Regions from separate parts of the Zea mays genome. Here all the other regions are linked to region 1. Evidence: chromatin contacts called from public Hi-C data. All regions are on one chromosome and are shown on one strand. Each heading gives the region's core, a stretch centred on a gene start, on an enhancer-like site or on the middle of the called end of the contact. The rest is flanking DNA. Distances are from core to core; before and after follow the strand shown. Region 1 holds the start of LOC100277702. Region 2 holds the start of LOC100274036. Region 3 has its middle 65 kb from the start of LOC100274036. Region 4 holds the start of LOC100280812 (WRKY55 - superfamily of TFs having WRKY and zinc finger domains).

Region 1 (5,175 bases), core at 872-3,371:
ATACCACAGTGCTACTCACAGTACCTATCAGAGTTGAATCCAAGTGAGCCCGCCAGCGTACTTGGCAGTTGCTTCTCATCACTTTCATATTGATTGTTATTACTCCACCTACAACTGACGCCGCGGCGAATCCGTTCTTTTAATACTACCACGATCGTCAGTCAGGTGGGGGTAGCTACCCAGGCGAGCTGTACCCGCGACTACTGACATCTATGGCGCAGCCACAGCAGCAGAGCCAGTTATTAATTCCTCACAGCTCAGAGACCTTGACCTGCCAAATTCAAGCACATGCGATGCGACGCCACGCGACAAAAGAAACAAAAAACAAGGAAGAAGAAAAAAAAAGCACATGCCGAATTCACAGCATCAGAAGCACAGTCTCTTCCTGCACCCGCCGCCGCCGGCCCCGTGCCCGGCCTGCGCCTGCTGCTGCTGCATCATCTCGGCAACGAGGTCGCCCACCAGGTCCTGCACGATGGCACGCTCCAGCGCGGCCGCGACCCTGCCGCGCTCGTCGTCGCCCGCGCCTGCCTGCTGCTGCCGCACCCACATTATTGCCTCCCCGACGCTCTCCGCCATCGCGCGGCTGATCACCCGCCCCGCCGCCGCGGCCTCCTGCTCCCACCGCCGCCGGTGGTGCCGCCAGCTCTCCGCCCCGGCCGACCTCGGCATGCCCACCGCCAGCGGCACCGGGTAGTAATGGACGGCGTGCAGCGGCAGCTCACCGCCTGGTTTGATCTTGCAGTAGTCGCCTGCACGTACGGAAGCGCACGATTGAAGTTACGTGGCACATACCCCATTGCTGATTGGTCAAGGAGAAGACATACGGCAGATCATGTGACTTTGGCGCATATCGTGAGTCGTGACAGCGACATGTATGCTACGTACGTGCGTACGTACCGGAGAAAACAAGGGTTCGGGAGGGCTTCACGATCTTCGATCCGACGGCACCGCAAGCGCCCCCCTTGCCACCCACATCGAGATCCGTGCATGGAGACGGCCGCTTCCTGCATGGGAACCTCGGGGAGCTGATGGCGTCCAGCACCGAGTCCGGGCTGGGGTGCTGCTGCTGCTGCGTCGGCGGCGATGGGGACGGCGACGGCGACTGTTCGACGTGTTCGTTGTCGCGGGCGAACGTCCCCGTGGCGCCCTTGCCCGCATGCGCCGTCGTCTTCGCTGCAGCCGGGCAGACCTCGGACGCGGAGGCCGCGCGCATCTCCGCGGCGCGGACGGCCGCGATGATCCGGCGAAGCGTCTTGAGGTCCTCGTCGCACTTCTCCAGCGCGCCCAGCAGCTTCCGCCGCTTCTCCGCGGCTGTCTCCGGCGCCGCCGCCGGCGGCGGCGGAGGCGGACGACTCGGGACGACTGGCCGCAGCAGCGTCGCGGCGGGCGAGGACGGCGCGGACTCCTCCAGGCCCATGAGGCGGGCGATGATGGCCGGCGGCGGCGCCCGGGGGCTGTCGCAGCTGGAGCGCCGGTGCTCCGGCGCGATCGTCGGGCTCCGCGGCGCGTCGCAGGAGCGCCGCCGCCGAACAGCGGTCGTCATCAGCTGCTGCACCGTCGGCTTCGTCGGAGAAGCCGCGGGCGAAGCTGAAGGCTGCTGGGCCGCCGCCTTCTTTCTGGGCGACGACGAGGACGGCGGGGGTGGCGGTGCTTGGGAGGCCCGCGCTGCTGGCGCGTTCTTGGCGGTGAGGCGCTTCCGGTGGTGGCTCCGGTGGTACGGCGAGATGAGGCGGAGGAGGCCGGCCATGCACCCAATGCCACCGCTCCGCCTCTGTGCGGGGGAGCACGTGGAGGGTGCCCGCCGGTTGGCGGCGGGCTCCGGCTGCGGCTGCGGTGGCTGCATAGCCTCTGTGTTCCCTGAGCCGTTTGTTCAGCCGAGCGGGAGCAGCGAAGCACGGCGTGTGGGGGCGTGCCGCGGCATTATAATTGGAGGCGCGCGTGGAGGGCGCAATATAATGACGGCATCGCCCCTGTCGCTCCGGCCCTCCCCGCGGCGATGGCAAGGGCAGCTCAGGGTTTCATCTCGTGCGAGCTTTGCTAGGGGAGGCGACAAAAGCTGTGGACTGGTGGTGGTGGGGTGGGGCAGTATCCGAGTTGAACTGCACACTCCGCTGCGCGCGCTGCGGTGGCCGCTAGCCGCGTGCCTTCCTGTACTACTGCTGCTGCCTTCTGGCTGATGTGTATTAATAAGGTGTTTGTTAATTAAAGCGCTTGTGGAGCGTAGTGTACTACACATACTGTCCAGTACTGTATGGAGATTAAGGAATAATGGCCGCAATCATGTCGTTGGGAAACTTTGGATTAATTATCTGGTCAGTGTCGATGTTGTTGTTTGGGAATGGGAAGCATATATGTTGTTAATTAAGGATGGCATTGGCACTGGCACTGGCACGTAGCCACATCCTGGACCCTCCTCTCCCGTTGCAGCGTTGCTTTAGCTTCAAGTTTACATCTGGTCTGCCATCGCATATATGTGCCGTTTTCCTCTTCCCCGTCAGATTCCAAACAATGACGTCTCGGGAAACGCAAGAACAAACAGATAGCTTCCATGCTACTTCAGCCTCTTTCCGGATTAAAGTACTGCACCCAAAGCCTCTAATGGTGGGGTTGGGTTGGTGGTCATTTGTTAGCTTTGATCATCTGCTACGTATAGATGCCCCCTGTGCTAGCTGTGGTATCCGGGGTCAGGCGGGAAAGCATTGTTGCACGCGCTGTAGGGACAGCAGGCAGAGTGAGTACTAGCTAGCCAGTACACTAACCACAGCCCACTACTAGGCTTAGGCGGCATGCATGCAGAGAGTGGAGCAGAGCAGCGGAGCACAGGGCGAGGAGGCGGTAGCGTTTAGCGCCGCATTTAAAGACGACCGGCGGAGAATGGTGGGAGATCCATCGGGCAAAAGTAAAAGAGGCCATGCAGAAGGAAAAGAAAAGGGCGCATCCATCCATCCATCACTCCGAGGTCGAATCCTAGGCACTGCAATGCGCTGCGCCTCGTGAGACACCCCACGTGGCGACCCCATGCGCGCTACGCGCACACGCACACCAGAGCCGCGGGCCGCGGCCAGAGAGGCCGCCAGGCACTGGTCGACGGTCGTCGTCTAGTCCTCTGGCCGGGGACACCGACGCACTGTGCCTGTTCTGTGCGCGTCGTTCGCAACGGGCACTGCCTGTTCACAGCCCAGCTCTTGGCGCTGCGCGCGCGCGCGGCGGATCGCACTCGGGAGCGAGCATGCTTGCGCGCGTTCACGTTCACGTACCTACTCGCATCATCGTTTTGCGCCGCGGCGGTGTCGTGTTGGGGGCGAGCGACGCAGATGGCGGATGCGGGCGGGCGTTGGCCCTGCCGCCGGCGGCACAGGAAACTGCTGTCGCTAGCTGCGGCGCGCGGGTGCGTGCCCACGGTGTCCACTAGCGCTCGGCGCTGACGGCCTGGTTGTGGCTGGCGGAACGGACGTGACTGCCTATATATATACTCCGTCCTGCTAGTATATATATACCCTAATAATGCATGGCTCTCTGTTACTCTATCGTACGTCTCGCTTGTCACTGCGGGCGTGCCCCGCGCTGTCCGCTAGCGCTCGGCGGCGACGGCCCGGTCAGCGGAACGGACGTGCCGGGCTCGCCGCCTAAGGGCTAATTTGGTGATTAGGGATCCCAAGGGGATCCATGGGGGAGGAATCTCCTTCCAATTTAATTTTGAATAGCAAGAGGTTTTCTTTCCCTGGGGATCCCCAGTCACCAAATCAGCCCTAACGGATTCCAATTCCTCATCTCGCCTCACCGCGCTTCCATCAATCCAATTAAGCTCTTCAGGTAAAAGCAAACTGTTTGAGGTCCATTCAGCGGCGTGGGATAACAGTATCGCAGCGATAATTGCAGCGTAGACTGCCTGTTCACTACAACAGCTACAGTCATTTTCGGCGGCCAGAAGCCGCCGAAAATAGGCCAGTTCCCGCCGAAAATAGGACAGTTCCCGCCGAAAATAGGCCAGTTCTCATAATCCATACCGAGACCTTTGATAATTGTCTTTGATTGGTACATGTCTTTAGGCAACTTATTGGGCTTTGGGAGCACATCTCCTAATAACTTTAAAATCTCATTGTAACAATTGTTCGAGAAAAAGTACTTGGACTTAATGGACATGAGCCGAGTCACAAAAGCGAGTATACTCACATCTGTGTGTTCATGCAACGGCTCTTCAGAGTCTTTTAGTAGTTTAAAAAATCTGGAAACCTCTGGTGTGGCAGGATCCTCGGAGCTTAGGTTGAATTCTGGACGTAGCGAATCTAGCATCTCATGCATCGCATCATCGCCAGCCCAATCATTGTTCTCCTCCTCTTCTACATTCCTGTTGGGTGCTACCTCACCATGATGTTCCCACACCTCATATCCGGGCATAAATCCAAACTGACAAAGATCTAGGCTAACTCTTTCCTTATTAAGAAATATACTGTTTTCGTGACGCCTACAAGGGCATCTGACAGTGCCGGTTAAGGACAAGGCGAATACGTGGTCCACAAAATCTTTGGTCTTGGCTACCCACTCATCAGAATGACGTCGATTCCTACTCCAGCCATTGTACATCCATGCACGGTCTTCAGCCATGCCTGAGACTGTTAAACCGAACCATATCGTGAAACCATTATTCAATTTCATCAAGTATATCGGTCCTATATGTACAGGCAAGGATAGAGTCTAAACCACAACAAGCTACCTGTACCCACAAATAATTTTGGCAGCATAACCTCGCTGCCACTAAATAATATTATTTATATGTAAAACAAAGAATGATATAATATTAATCAAATCAAACTAAGTACCACATACACTAATAATTCAATTATTCTACGTACCAATACCATTACTATTAAAATTAATAATATAATAGTACCACATTTTAATATGAAATTAATGGCTAAATACAATATACCTCTAATTACTAAAACACATATACCACTAATACATTGATGAAATCGAATTAAACAATAATATTAATCACACAACTAATTAAACATACACAATCACAAATATATATTAATTTCGGCGGCAATTAAACAACGGCCGCCGAAAATATTGAATAAATAACGCAAAAATAATACCTAACGATCGAGGCTTTGAACGGCGACGACGGCGGAGTGGATTGAACGGCGGCGGTCGACGGGGACAGCGCGG
Region 2 (5,175 bases), core at 1,487-3,986, 670 kb after region 1:
TGCCACTGGAGAAAGCCTGAGGCTGCCCACAGCGGGCGACCGCATGCCCGCGCTACCCGACTTAGCGTAAAAAAATGCTCCAGCGCGCAGGACTCTACCCGATACTGCATGCTCTGCGTTACGCCATTTCTAGCGCTCTCTCTCACCTACGCCAAACAGAGGCAGTGCAGCTGCAGCAGCAGAGGTGGGCCCGCGACTGCACGCTCTCTCCCACAATCGGTATGAAGTGCACGCAAGCACAGTAGAAAAAATAATATAATATGTGGTAGTTGGTATAGGGTTGGGATATAAAGTAAACATGAGTGCGGATGATTCTGGTATAGAGTAAAGAATTTTGCTAACCAGGACAGAATATTCTTTTTAGGGTAGAAATTTAGAGTAGTATGAGTGTGGATAGCCTCAACCGGCGACGCGGACAGGGGACGGGCGAGCTAGCGGCGGGGGCAACGGACCGCTGGTCCCGACGATCGAGAAAACAGCTACTAGTACCTGGCCGTCGTTTGTTGACCTCAGGGTCTAGAAGGACTCAAAACTGGCGGTGGTTTTGAAACGAACCAGTACCGAACATTTCTGGATCAATTTAATGCCGGCTGTCTTGATCTTCAAAGTGCACTTTTGGAGCGAGCAACGAGTTTTCCTAGGCCAAGAGAAAAAAAAGGTGGAGATATATACAAATCTGTCGAGATATTGTCACATATACATGGCTTGATATTTCTAAGATAATATGCGTTCGATTTATACGACATGTTAGTCTGTACCCTTTAAGAAAGAAAGACACAATACAACGCATTGTAGTAGTCTTATTGCTTTCATCAAAGCTTACTCTCTTTACAATGTAAAGACTTTCAAGTCCACAACTCAGGTACAACCACACGATAATAAATTACATGTCTGATTGTACTTGACTAAATAAGTCAAAACATCCAATTTAGTCTTTTTATCCATGTATTTTTAACAGATAAATCTTGAGTTTACACTTAACCCACATTCTTTAGCTTACATTTTAAGGCCTTTTTAAGGGAATCGTGTATCATAATGCACCCTTTAATGTTTTAAAGATACACTCGGAAAGTGCCTTACATTTGATATATATTAGGGAAAACAAGACCTTTGACCAATAATAAAAAACAAAGAAAACCTCACAGAGAGGTCTACAGAACTTTTGAGGTCTTCTTCCTTCAAAAAATACACTGATCACCAGAGATTCAAAAATACATTGCTGAGCTAGTACATGCATGTATATTTTCCTTATAACAGATTGTTACAATAGCCACTTGCTTCTTGTCACAAGATCCTGAAATTGATACAAGAGAATCACAGCTAGAGATACACCCCCAAACAATACATGCTTTTATTTCTACCCGTGGTTAGTTGAATAGAAGGCAGAATGTACCATATCTTGTTACAGAACTCAAGGACGATGCTGGATATATAATTTGTTCCTTCCATCCGTGTGGAACAATGTGAAACTCTTTCAAGAGGGGTAGAAAGAATTGACTCCTTTTACTAGTCTTTGGATCTGCTAAACCCTCGCCTCACTAGGTTGTCGCTGTTGCCGAAGGAAAACTGTCATCACCACCTCCTTGAATACGCTACGGCTTTGTTTGGGTACTCTAGGAATAAGAGGGAATGGAGCGGATTGAGATGTATCGTGAGAGTTTTTGACTTATTGGGGATTTAAATACTCTCTAATCCCTTCAAACCACTTCAATCCAAGAGTATCCAAACTAGGTCTACGGAGGCACCAAATCTCAAGATTTAAGAAGTTAAACCATGTCTGTCTCAAGATTTAAGAAGTTATTGTAGAGAACTTTGTTGTTGCCAGCAATGCCATTTACCACTTAGAAATAAATACCAAGAACCCCTGTCAGATCAGGTCCAGGACCTTAATTAATCTTCAATACACATTTCCCACCACAAGAAACCCATATTACCATTCATGTGACAGAAATCCTAGTCAAATAGAGGCCATATTATGCTGTGCAAGAGAGAACAAAAAACAAAGCAGAAAAGGCAAGAAACACAAACCTCCTTATTAGCTATAGGCATATGCTCCACGCCACCAAGGAGGCACCAGCATTTGTGCTAATTTTTTTGCTTGGTTTTCCATGTGCTCAAAACTCCACCGATCTCCACCGGAGCTGGCCTTTACATGCGTCCACACTAGCTATAGTTGGCTCGTATTTTCTACGCTCAAATCAGTAGCCCGGCCTTCCCCCTTTTTTTTTTCCTCAAGCCGGTCCCACGTCCCGCGCGCCGAGCGCGTGCCCCGCGAGCTCTGCTGCCTCCATGCCCATGGTGCGGTGCGAGTGCGAGTGAGCTAGCCGGGGACAGGGGCCCAGGCGATGGAGTCAACCAGTCAAACTCCCTCCTACTTACCCGTGTACGCTAGCCGATCGATTAATTAGCTGTTAACTAAAATATAATAATCCCCAGTAATTAATCCACCATGCATCCAGTCTGAAAAAAATAATTAATCGCCTCCGATTAACCCCTGAACTTTTGGCTTTAATAGAAGGGGGACGAAATGAAAAGGGATAAACTAATCTCCCTGGTTGCGGCGTGCTCCCCCCCAACATGCTCCTTTCTTCCCACCCAAGTCCACCAGCCTACCTCCCTTTCTCCTGGCCGGGCCGGCTCGCTCCGTCCGTCTGCGTCTCTCGTCTATATAAGCCAGACCCCTCCTCTCCCGCCCCGCCCCACCTCATCTCACTCTTCTTCCTCTTCCTTCCTGGCCTGCCTTCTCTTCTCCCGCCTTCTCCTCCTCCCAGCACAGCAGCAGCTGTGACCACATCACCACACACACACACATATATACTTGGTCATCATCCAGCTTCCAGCAGCCAGCTGCCCGCCGATCAACGTGTAGGCGGTTCAAAGGGAAATCTGCTGATGGACATGGCGCACGAGAGATCAGACGCCAGCAGCGAGGAGGAGGTGATGGCCGGCGAGCTGCGGCGCGGGCCTTGGACGGTGGAGGAGGACCTCCAGCTGGTCAACTACGTCGACGCGCACGGCGAGGGCCGCTGGAACTCGCTCGCCCGATCAGCAGGTGTGTGGGAAGCTAGCTAGCTAGGAATAGGATATATATGCATATACATGTAGGTAGGTAGCTAGCTAGCTTTGCATCATCGTGAGTTGAGCAACAACTAACAGCCACAATTCGTAGCCGCCGCCTCGCTCGCTCATGGGTTCTATCCTATCACATCGCGCGCCCACAGATCACCGCCAAGAGATGCTCCAGCTTTACTTGCGCATATCGTTTTCTTCTCCGCGTTGCCGTACAAGCCTGGGCACTCGTGGTGGCACGTGCACGTTCATGCTAATATATGGAAACAGATAGGCTAGCTGCTAGGTAGGAAACCATCCCAGCTAACCAGAGCCGCCTACGCTGATGAGTGAGAAAGAGATCGAGCGAGATAGTACTTTTTAGTGGTTATTAAGCATCATTCGTTCCCGGCCGTAGTATATGCAGCTTGCCATCACATATACACATTACACACTCTCATGTCTCGTCTACATCACTAATCAGCAGCTAGCAATGGCGTCGTGTGGATTACTAAATACGTTCCTGCCTATGATATGATATGATGCACAGGTCTGAAGCGCACTGGCAAGAGCTGCCGCCTCCGGTGGCTGAACTACCTCCGGCCCGACCTCCGGCGCGGCAACATCACGCCGCAGGAGCAGCTGATGATCCTGGAGCTGCACTCGCGCTGGGGCAACCGCTGGTCCAAGATCGCGCAGCACCTCCCCGGGCGCACCGACAACGAGATCAAGAACTACTGGCGCACGCGCGTGCAGAAGCACGCCAAGCAGCTCAAATGCGACGTCAACAGCCAGCAGTTCAAGGACGTGATGCGCTACCTCTGGATGCCCCGCCTCGTCGAGCGCATCCAGGCCGCCGCAGCCAACAATAACGCCAGCGGCGCCGGGGTTCCGCCAGCTGGCGCCGCCGCGGACGACACGCCGCTCTCGTCGTCGTGGCAGCACGGCGGCGGCGCCGACGACGACGGCGGCCTCTACGCGTCGCCGGAGCTGCCCACGGACGCCTGCTGGCCTCCCGCAGACTGCTACTACTACCCAGCCGCCGCTGACCACCAGCTACTGAACAACCCCGCCGCCGCCGCCGTCTTCCCGGACCTGTCAAGCACCACGGCCGGGTCGTCCTCTCCGTCCTCGGATTCCGGCGCGGGGACAGCACAACCCTGGCCCGCGCCGCTGGGTGGCGCAGAGTGGTTGACCACCGGCGCCTGCTGCGACGCCTCCAGCGCCGCCGCCGCCCTGGGCGGGCAGCAGCAACAATCGTGCCTGGTCGGGGAGACGTCGTGGGCGTCATCCGAGCTCCCCGAGCTGGGCGTCGCGGACTTCGAGATCGGCAGCTTCGACGTGGAGAGCATCTGGAGCATGGACGACAGCCTGTGGTTCACGCAGGCGCAGGGCGTGTGAATCCAAGCCACCAACACACGCGGCGCGCGGGCACGGAAATCGATCCACGTTACGGCATCATATATCGGCGGTGGACATGCACCCGCGTCCATCGGACACAAGCAGTACGTCAGCCGCCGAGGGCGCCTAGCTAGCTAGCAGAGGAGCAGAGCCTGCTGAAGACACGGGGTAGAAGAAGGAGAGACAGAGAGGGATATTATTTGGAGGAAGCCAAGACGACGGCGTACAGTACTCAGTTCAAGATGCTGTTCTTGGGCCGCCCTTGCCTTGCCTTGCCTCCGGCAGGAGGGACTATTCCTCCACTCCAGTTCTACTCCGTTTCTTACTAATTCTGTTCTCCTGCCTTAATTCCGTAGCGGCAAGTAGCTAGTAGTAGGGTATATACGCGCGCGCCAAAGAAGAAGACGAAAAAAGAAGTCCAGAAAAAATAACGTAGCTTAGCGTTAATAAGGTGTTTGTACGTCGCCCGTCTAATTAATTTTTACTCATTCTTTTTTGAGTAAATACATAGTATATATAGTACATGAACGACTGAAAGTTACTGACGATGGTAATCTCTTTGGAGGGATATGTTTATATATAAGTATCAAGACGAAAAGTCATAACGAAACTAAAAGATTTTGACAACTTCTAGAAGCGAAGGACGGAAAACGATGAGCGAGTGAGTTCGGACGTCAAGTCGAAGACTGGAAGTCGTCTACAAGTACTACCGGAGGCGGCCCGAGG
Region 3 (5,175 bases), core at 2,000-4,499, 610 kb after region 1:
GAATAGCAAGAACTACCTTACGATTCATGTGAGAAAGATAGTTGTTTGGTTAGGACCAAATGACACTGGCCAGCAACTTCATGAAAAGTGAAAAGCTGCCATCTTCCTCCGGCGCCACATCTATCTAGACCTAATGATGGAGAATCTGAAGATGAAAGACCATTTGGTACTGCGGGTGAAACTATTTGAGCACGTCGATTTGTTGAGTCATATGATGCTTCCATGGACACAACACGAATGTGCCGCTCCCCTCTTCCTCGACAATGTAGCCTTACAATAGTGCCATCCAATGCATTGTCGCTTAGCTATTCTTTTATGGTCGGATTGTCAATGGTATAGAGATAATTGAGAAAACTCTACCTTTCACACTTTAATATGGTGCTCCACAAAATATTGTAACCTCATCAACATGTTGATTTGCGTCTATGCTTAAAACAAGCTCCTAATGCAGAACTACTAGAAGCGTCCTATTGATGTTACGATGATGCTAGAAGCACACACCAACTTGTAGTCTTGTACAAAAGAGGCCCCTCCAAATTAAGGGGTCATGGGCACCTCAATAATAAGGATAAGAGAGGGAAATTTCAAAAGGCTACCTAGGAATGACAACACTAGTGCCAATGGTCGTGGTAGTGGAAAATGCAAGGACAAATAGAACCCCTAAGGGTTGATTTGGTGATCCGGGATCCCGGGAGGATCGGAGGGGATTGAGGGGGAAATTAGTTCATTTCCCCCTCAATCCGCTCCGATCCTCCCGAGATCCCCTTGTCACCAAATTAGCTCTAAAAGAGCGATACAGGCGCCTCAAAGTATGCTAACGAATGCTATCTTGGGTGTAGGTATCCCATCAAATCACCACTAAATACACTTGTCTCTATATATCAGGAGTGACGCTAGATAGAGAGTGGATACAAAGTTCTTCCCGATTACGGAAACTACGGATCGGAGATAATACTTGATAAAAAAATTTATTTCTAAGGAACTCATTTACTAAAGTGCTAGAGGGTACTTTTTCCTTTTTGCTAAAATGTTAAAATAGGGAAATGCTTTTATAAAATTCCTGGAGATCCTGTTAGTACTTTTGTTATAGAATAAGTTAAATCCAAGATTTAATTAACTCATCATCGAAAAGTGAGTTTTGTTTTTTTGGGGCGTGGCGTGGGGAGTAAATTTATGTTGAAAATTAATAAATATCCACAATAAACAGTGTACTAATATCCAATTCATATGCTGCTCCCAGCAGGGCGGATCTAAGGGGGCTAAGGGGTCTCCACTCTCCACCTACATTTATGAAACTGCGTAGGAGAAGGATGTGGGGGGTAGGGGAGAAGGAAGGAGGAAGAAGAAAAAGAGAAAAAATAAAAATAAAACCCCTACTCTATTAGATAAAGAGGTCAGTGGCGGACGCAGAACAAAATTCTAGGTGGGGCCGACAGTGCAAGAGACAAATCACCAGACTAGACCATAAATATAGATTAATGATAATAATATGAATGTTAAATGATAATATCTAGTGTTTTCAAAATGATATGAATACCAAAAAAAACCTTTTTGGCTACCAAAAGGAGAGCTAGAGAGAGAAAATAGGTGGACTGACTGAGGATGAGGCACTAGGGCGGAGCAGCCGCATCAACGTGTCGTTCTGGCGAGTCATCGAATTTGTCGTGAGTTGGCGTTAGTGAGACGACGACAGCTAGGAGGAGCGAGTGCGGGAGGCAAGGTAGCGATAGATGACGGTGACGGCAAGCGACACCCATTGTCGTGTTGCAACCGCGCGGTGGGACTCTAATGAGTTAGCGAGGGACAGGTGACGCCACGGTCTCACCAACAACTTGCCCATCTGCTGGCGCGGACTAGGAGGCAAAATATCAACGTTGCCTGCAGGATCCTGACGAGTCGACGAGCTGATGAGTGATGAGAAGGTAAGGTGCGCTGCAGCGGGCGGATTAGGTCACCGACTTACTGGTCAGTCGATGACCGAAGAAGCGAGTGAGCCACGACTGGGCTTGCGCTAGGGAAGAGAATCAAATGGCTCAGGTGAAGAGTGGATTGAGCAGTGAAGTATCGACAGAAAAATAGATCAAAACCTAGTTTTCACTAGATTTGTTCACGCTAACTAAACAAAAATTTGTTTTATTTTGGCGTGTACCTAAACCTAGGTATAAGGGGTTAAAAAAATTGAGGTGGGGCCATGGCCCACCTTGTCCACCCCTTGGATCCGCCCCTGAAAGAGGTGGTGGATAGAGGACAAAGGAATAGAAAGAAGATAGAAATATAAAGCCTACTAGTTTGTGGTAAAATCAGTCATGTTTTAGTCCATTTCTGTATCCGTCGCTGGCTCCGAGTATAGATGTCCAATAAGCACGAAGCCCGTGAGCCCGGCACGAAGCCCGTTTTTTGGGCCCGGTCCGAGCCCGGCACGGCCCGGTTATATGCGGGCCCGGTCCGGCCCGGCACGAATAAGCGGGCCGGGCTCGGACAGGAAATTAGGCACGATGGGCTAGCCCGGCACGGCCCGTTTAGCTCTAAGCCCGTTAAGCCCGCTTTTTTACACTAAAACGTGCTTTTCGGCCCGCTTTTTTCGTGCTAAACGGGCCGGCCCGGCCCGTTTAGGCCCGTTGCGGGCCGGGCTCGGACAAGGAATTGAGCCCGCGTGCTTAGCCGGCCCGGCCCGGTTTTTTAATCGTGCCTGGCGGGCCGGGCCCAAAACGGGCCGGGCTTCACCGGGCCCGGGCCGGACCGGGCCGGGCGGCCCGTTTGGACATCTATAGCTCCGAGTTTATTTACGAATAGCCGCTTCACCTAAAAAAACACACTATGCGCACAAGCAGCGCGGCTATTAGTTTTATTACATTCGGATACTGCCGGATCGGCTCTCTGCCTGCACGCAAGCACGTATGGTATGGTCCTATATGATCCTATCTTATCCTATGCATGAGGAAAAAGGGGTATAGTGGTATTATAAAACTAACCGGCCGGCACATCAAATCAAGGCGTTCAACGGTCAGCCAAGAACTCAGCATAGGCTTCGCGAGCGTTCGATGGCGTCGTCAGCGCCGGGAATGGATAATGGCAGTGCAGTGGCGCTATATCTCAACGTAGCCAACAAGCGTCGGCCACCTTGATAGCTAGCTGGTATACTGGAGTAGTTGTACGTCGCTCGGTGTGCGTGCATGCAGTACTGTGCACACGCCGCGCAGTCTCATCTGGACAACAACGCAATTACGCCAGTCTCTTTCCCGTCACTTTCCCAGTTCACCCGCTCCGGGGTCGGGGGTGGCCGGTTGAGCGACCGGCACGACGGATCGAGATTGACACTGCACAGCACAGGCGTTCGCGCGCTGCTCGACGTGGGGGCGGACACCTCGGCGTGGCGTGGCGTGGTCGGCGTCGCGCGTCGGTCGCGCGGGAGAACGCGATGTGCCGCGTCGTACGGCGATGGCCGGTTCGTTGGGCTCTTGGCGTCGCTCTCCGTGGCGGATTTTCCGGGCAGTTATGGTGGTTGGCTGGACGGTTTGAACTCGTGCCCAGCCCAGGCACTGGCGGCAGGGAGTGAGGGAGATGCATGGGCGGCCGGGACACGGCAGCACCGGTCAAGGGTAAGCCTCCGGGGACTTGTAGCTGCGCGCCGCGCGGCGCTCTGGCGCCTACGGCAGCGAACCATTCGTTCACCCTCGGTTCCCTGCGGCCTGCGATTTTTGACTTTTTGGTTATGGTTATTACTACCCCAGCCTTTTGCGGTGTTTTCCGTCGACGACGATGGATGAACCGCCGTCACTGTTCATTGACGTTACCACGCAGCTACGAACAGGCAGACAGGTATCAAGATGCTCGTATCTATCAGGTAAAGCCGTGCTGCGTGGAAACAGCCGAAGCTTGAGCCCGCCCGCAGCCCACTAACAATGTTGGGCTGATTTTTGTCCTCAAGTCGGTTTAAGCTGAGAAAAAAAAAGGAACTGTTGGATTTTCATCTCGTCAGTATCCAGTGGGCCTTTTGATACGAAAGTGGAACTCGGTAGCCCAATTTGTTGTTCACTGCGTTCGTGGTAATACCACACCGGCTCCACCTTGAAGAGCAAAAACGTCACGGCATTGTCTATTTCCGATTTTCTGTGCTGTAAGCCCATGACTGGACCAGGAGTGTGAGGCCTGCCTGGTTGCCTTGCCTTCTTGCCTGATGGAACGGGCTGACACCACCCTCCCATCCATAAGCAAAGACAGATATGATGTTACTACTGCATTTGATTGGTGGGTAAGTAAAGATTGGAGTGATGGGAAGGGCTATCTGTTTCCTGTAGATGAGCTAGGCAAAGAACGTTATCAAGGAATATCTCTATCGTGTTCATAGCTCGTCTCGTATTGATGGATGAAGATACGAAACCTATGCTGAGTATTCTTCAGAAAATTGGTACAGCAGCCTTGCGCCTCACACTGCACAGCCAATTTCAGAGGCATCTTGGGCCTTGCAATTCGATAGCTGTTTGTTTTAACAGACAATAAGATTATAATTTCCATCTGATTCCAACTGTATGTGTAAACCATGAATTATGTGGCTGAGCTAATCGGATCATCTTCCTGCTGTACCTCTCCACAGAGTGGACTGACCCTCGGTTCAGAGGGCATCTTAGGACCACTGTCGTCGGACGCACCTTCAGAGGATTCTGAAGAACCCACAGATGAGTAGAAGCAGTTGACAAAACGCGCCGGATTTAAGACGTGCTGAAAAATGCGCCTGATTTGAGATATTGTAATCGCAGTTCATCATGCCCATTTTCCTTGAGGGGAAGGCATGGCAAATGTAAGAACCCTTCCATTTGTTCTTATCTCAGGTGAAGTGTGTAGGGAAGAACCTGAAAATGTAAAAAGGTTCTGAAGACGCCGAAACGGGAATGCATTTTGAGTCCCCTGTGAAAGTTATCCGAATATATATATTCTGCGATTTCGATGCGTATACTCAGCAGGGAACACGCAAAGCGTTCTGGATTGCAGATTTGCAGTCACGTTTCACTCGGAAAACCAAAGGCAAAGGACGTGTCAACAGCGAATCAACGCACGAAAGCGCCAAAGTTCCAAGCCAACAAGTTTTGCTGTTGCACACTTCTTGCACTGTGGTGGAGCGGATGGTTGCGCAACACTTGGCACGTAAAAAACAAAAGTTAGACTGAAAACCAGTTT
Region 4 (5,175 bases), core at 1,053-3,552, 520 kb before region 1:
CATTTTAGGGCTTGTTCGTTTACGTCGGATTGCACTCGGAATCGTTCCAGCTAATCAAAGTTTATATAAATTAAAGAAGCAATCCGGCTAGGAAACGTTCCGACCCACCAATCCGACATAAACGAACAAGGCCTTAATAATTATAATTTAAATAAAACTAATTAAGTTAATATATTTATATATTATCCTAAATTATATGAGAGATATAGTTATATACTATATTTATGTTATAGCGAAACAAGTAGAAGAGTGTGATATAAGTTGTACATCGAAAAAATAGCATGTAAATCTATAGAATCAATTTTCATCTCTCACCATATGAATTTGAGATAGACTTATATGATAATTTTGGAAGTGGTGGAATGTCACATTTTTTAAAAAATAGCCTATTTTATTAGTAAGTTTTCAATTTCTCAAAATGAAATAAAACAAACGGGTATAAGAGTATTTCAGTCCCTTCAATCCTCTCTATTCTATTTCCCTTGCTAAGCCCTGAATTGTTACTCCAACCGCCGTGGAGCACACAAAATATTGTTGATATTGTTTGCAGGGAGACAATTGTGCCGACAGCTCTTGCTTGTCGATGGTCATATACTCATATTCTTGAGGGGGTGACATTTGCACGTTCCTTTTTTTAACATACACAAACTTTGAATCACCCTCTTTGCAAAATAGAGAGAGAGAAGGGGCGGGGTCTGCTTTGTCTAGTTTCCTTCCATTTTTTTAACTTGTGTTCAGATTTTAACCCCCCCCCCCCCCCCCCCCCCCCCCCCCCCCCCCCCCTCATTGCCGGGAGTTTCATAGGAACATTAATTTATTTTCTCTCTGTTTCAATACATATATAAATGATATCCTGAATATATATACGTTAATCGACGAGCAAGCCATTGCAGAAACGAAGTGTTGGATTAAAATTAGCATTGGTATTTCGATTTCGAATCAAGAAAACAAAAGTAACATGCGAATATGTAGTAAGCTTCGGCATGTAATGAAGGAATAAAAAGAAGAAGGAAGAAAAGAAGACATCTGTATGACTGTATCATATTAGTTTGTCGAAGTAAAGGCATCAATTGCCTTCCTTCCACTGAGTGATCAATTTACAAAAAATGGAAGAACCTGATAGATCCAAATCTGCCTGCATCTACCACCTCCTCCGGCACGGCGGCGGCGCCAGCCGAGAAGGCGTCGTGGTACTCGGTGCTGCAGGACGCCGGCTTCTGCTCCACGGCGCCGGCGCCCCACGGGTACGTCTCAGACCGCCGCAGCACGGGCGGGTTGCTGACTTCCGGCGGCGTGCCTCGCCGCGCCGCCGCCGCCGCCGCGCTGGAAGAGGGCGAGCCGCCGCTGGCATTGGTGGTGGCGGCCGCCGCCGCCGCCGTCCCGGACGAGGAGTCGAAGCAGATGGAGACGGCCTTCCCGGACGAGGTCTGCAGCTGGAACTCGGAGGGGGAGAGCGGGAGGAACGCGCTGTTGCACGAGTGGTCGTTGTAGTACGTGACCGCGTACAATGGCGGGTCGCTGTGGTCCTTCTGCTGCACCTGCTTCGTGGCCGGGCAGTTCATGTTGTCCTTGTACGTGCATCTGTAGTAATACCTGCAGCGGGACAAGAACCTGTGAGCGAGTGAAAACGAACATTTTTGCTGGGATTCGACCCGCCGATAGTGGATGCGGAGAATGGGAGGAAGTTACCAAACATTCAAGTCAAAGGAGGCTGGCTAATAAAAGCCGGGTTCTTCGCTGGCGAGGATAGATTTGTCACCCCCCGGTAAAGTAAAACAAACAAAACATGTAGAATCCGGCCGGACCTGGGGAAGTTGGTGTTGTTGATCTTTTTCTCGCCGTACTTCCTCCATTGGTGGCCATCGTTGTGCGGCGCGAAGGTGTCCACCTTCCTCATCCGCTTCTCCTTCCTGCCAAGATTCCCCGCAAGAAAGAAAAAAAAAAAGAAGACGAAATCAGGCGCCGCCTTCCAAACCGAACCGCGCAGGTGCAGAGATCACAGGCGAACCCGGCCGCAGCTAGTTACCTCGAATTGATCTGCGAGTGATGCGAACTCGGCGCCGGAGACATTGTTTGGCTGCGGTGGAGGAAGGGGTCAAGAAATGCAGGTGCGGGACCGGAGAAGAGGGGTGGCGAAGAAGACGCGGGCAGGCGGCCGGCCGTGGGAGGACGGAGCAGACAGCAGGTTGCAGGCCAGAGCGCTTTTAATTCGGAAGCGTACTTGACTAGACACCACCACACCAGGGCAAGGCAAGCAGAGGAGCATCACGAAGAGAGAAGGGGCGGGAGAGAGAAGTCCATTAATAATTGACACCTCGCGGCCATATAAAACTCTCCAGAACCGAGACCGAGAACGATGCAAAGATTATCTTGGCCTCCGGGCGTATCGCTGTCACGTGCCCGCGCCCACCGACGGGCGACCTGATGAGAAATTTCTGCGCGCCTTCTTCTGAGGCCCCCAACTCAACACTGCCGGAGCCTGAGCTGCGTACAAGTGGCCTCGGAGGTTGTGTGGCGCGTATTTGTTTATTGCATAAGCACCGTCATTAATCTCACAGCTTGGGCTACTTGTATTATATAGTATTTGTTTACCTAAATATCCCTCTCTTCGGCCGGACCGGTTCAAAATCTTGTTTCCAGACCAGAACGGAACAAGTTAGAGCTTAGAAGTGGTGATAGCAATGATAATGATAATAATAATAATAATAATAATAATAATAATAATAGTAATAATAATAGTAGTAATAATAATAATAAAGAAAAGAGGCAGGACTGGTATTTCTTTTGTTATAAAATAGTCGACATTCTTTTTGATCAAATAAATAAAAAGTTTATTATTTATTGTATATGACTCGTATTGTTTAAATTGCTCGCTGAATTTATTTTTACAACAAATTTATTTAAAAACAAGTAATACTAATAATTTATATAGATTTAGTTAAATTTAAAATTCTTTGAGTGATACGAACATTATAGTGGTACTAATTATTTTAAGGGAGAGGTTATCCTTGCCCTACCAGCTGGGCTTGACCTGATTGATGCGTTTCCCTGGCGAGGCCAGTGGAATCGTCTCCGTTGCTTGGAAGGAGGGCAACTGGGAGCTGCTCGCGCGCGCGGCGCGCTTCCCAATGGTCACCCGAAACGAGAGAATTCTACCGTGTTCCGATGGAGGAATCCCAATCGCATGCCTGGTTTTTTTAAGAGAAAAATTCTTATATACCACCAAAACTTATTATTTTTTCCTTATGTACCATTTAAAAATATGAGCTCATCTCAATGCCGCTGCCCACTGGTTTTATATTTTCGGTTCCTTTAGCTGTCATTGCCGTTAGATCCCGTCAAAATATCCGTTTACTTGCGTGCGCATATCGCTGCAAGAAAAAAAACAAAGTAACGCCGAATGCTCCTATCCCGCGCCGTTGTGGCCCTGTAGGCTTCTCAGGCCTCGCCATTATGGGGGACTACCAAGCAGAGTGCAAAAATCGGTATTTTAAATGAATACGGACGCCATTCTAGAACTGTACAACTATTGACCTCGGCAGTGCCACACTTAAACCGATGGCAACGAAGAAAACTCATGATTTCGAATGCCATATAAGAAATGAGTGAAGATTTGAACGTCATATATAAAAAAAATTCTCTCTTTTTTTAAAAAGACCCGCACATGCTGCAGACCAAGTTGGGGCGGGAAGGAATCCCTCCTTATGCGTGCTTAGCTTAGCTTTCCGCGGAGCTTTGTTTTTTAAGGACCCCGGAGGACGGACGTGAGCTCAGCTGTTACGTTTCCCGCGCCCCCACTCGGTCTTAGTTAAAACTAACCCCGGCCACCGGCGACTGGATCGCCGGACCCATCTACCATGCCCGCTGTTGCTACGCGTGACGCGTCGTGATCCTGCAGTTGTAGGAGGCCAGGCCACCCCCAATCAGCCGCTGCCGGCGCGATGGCATTTAGATAGATAGATATATAGATACCAGAGAGCTCCGACGACTTTTCTACCCCCGTACAGCACAACCCGCTGAGCTAGACAGGCCCGCATTTTATTATCCGGAGCGGCTACCCTAACCTCTTGATTTACCCGTATACTATACTATGCTCCGCTCCGTATTTACAAACACTTTGAACACCTACACCACAACACCGGTCCATCTCAAAACAATAGAAAAGAAACCTAGAGGAAGACAGGGGCACGCCAGCGCCCAGCCCCCCCTTTTTTTATTAACGTGCACTTGCCTCTTCTAGAACGGGGACGGGTATCGCCGCCTCATTGGCTGCTTAGCTTGCATGGTCAGCGATGTGTGTGTGTGAGAGACGGACGGAGAAGGGGGGTGCATGCGACGCACTCGGCTTCAGCAGTCCGGATCTTGGCTTATTCATTGACTTGCGTATACAAAAAAAGGTGTTTATTTTATGCACGCCACTCTAAATGCAGTAGTCGTTTACTCCGGAGTAGTACTACATAAACTATGGCGCCGCGGTCCCTGATAACACGGGAGAAGAAAAAAGAAGTATAGAAGTGTGGCCACAGTTAACCGGTACACGTTTAACAACCGAGGGCCAAGAGACCCAGGGATAGAAAAAAACGTGCAGTTGGGTCTGTCTACGTGTCTTCCCATCCGCTTACATTTCGTGACATGTTGACATATACATGCATGCATTCAGCTGATGCCGCCCCTTCGCAAAGGCAAAGCTTTTCTCACCACCAGTTTTTTCGTAACCGGATTGTTTTATTAAGGATAATCGACTCGGTACGCGTTGATATTTTCGTGAACTAAAGGTAATATATGGTCAGTAAAGATATATTATATAACAATAGGTGGCATGAAAGGTAAAGCCAAGTATGGATTTCTCTTTTTTTTTTAAGAAAAAAAATCGCGCTGGCATGAGAAGCACTGAAACCTAACCCTGGAATCACTTATTAAAGAACGCTCGAAATAGCATGACAATGCCATTTACTGTGTGCTAGCTTATCGCCCATATCTTAAGAAACTATATATATATAATAGTATAATGTCGAGAAGACGACGATGACACCAATAAGTTTGGTGCATTGTATGCATTGTACTCGTGGACAAATACCACACACACTGTGCCTGCCGTGCCGGCAGTGTCAAGGCCAAACGTCAAACCACGAAGCGGACGGCCAAGGCCAAGCCAAACTCATTCAACGAATAGCC

Evidence for each region. A called contact is a pair of places that touch in the nucleus more often than the background predicts.
Region 2: a Hi-C map of ear shows a contact between it and region 1, with 1.9 times the contacts expected there. The contact joins the promoter of LOC100274036 here to the promoter of LOC100277702 in region 1. A contact is called at or near these places in 3 of 25 Hi-C or Micro-C datasets (bundle sheath, ear and tassel).
Region 3: a contact with region 1 is called in a Hi-C map of tassel, with 2.8 times the contacts expected there. The contact joins the enhancer-like site here to the promoter of LOC100277702 in region 1. A contact is called at or near these places in 3 of 25 Hi-C or Micro-C datasets (bundle sheath, ear and tassel).
Region 4: a contact with region 1 is called in a Hi-C map of tassel, with 3 times the contacts expected there. The contact joins the promoter of LOC100280812 here to the promoter of LOC100277702 in region 1. A contact is called at or near these places in 2 of 25 Hi-C or Micro-C datasets (ear and tassel).

Annotation. Positions count from the first base shown.
Region 1 is chr1:51,970,594-51,975,768 of Zm-B73-REFERENCE-NAM-5.0, reverse strand. It overlaps LOC100277702, which reads right to left and starts at 2,121. Exons shown (of 2, transcript NM_001151203.2): 1 at 901-2,121; 2 at 38-752. The coding sequence starts at 1,846. The coding sequence ends at 367.
Region 2 is chr1:51,297,721-51,302,895 of Zm-B73-REFERENCE-NAM-5.0, reverse strand. LOC100274036 reads left to right here and starts at 2,736. Exons shown (of 2, transcript NM_001148419.1): 1 at 2,736-3,052; 2 at 3,599-4,993. The coding sequence starts at 2,893. The coding sequence ends at 4,449.
Region 3 is chr1:51,362,870-51,368,044 of Zm-B73-REFERENCE-NAM-5.0, reverse strand. No RefSeq gene overlaps it. Among protein-coding and RNA genes, the nearest start is that of LOC100274036, 65 kb to the right of the region's middle. Within about 2 kb of position 3,249, at least 19 of the 20 cell types and tissues checked have an H3K27ac peak or open chromatin away from gene starts, as enhancers often do. A contact at or near this core is called in bundle sheath, ear and tassel, where this site is marked.
Region 4 is chr1:52,486,616-52,491,790 of Zm-B73-REFERENCE-NAM-5.0, reverse strand. LOC100280812 (WRKY55 - superfamily of TFs having WRKY and zinc finger domains) reads right to left here and starts at 2,302. Exons shown (of 3, transcript NM_001411377.1): 1 at 2,027-2,302; 2 at 1,806-1,910; 3 at 919-1,593. The coding sequence starts at 2,070. The coding sequence ends at 1,098.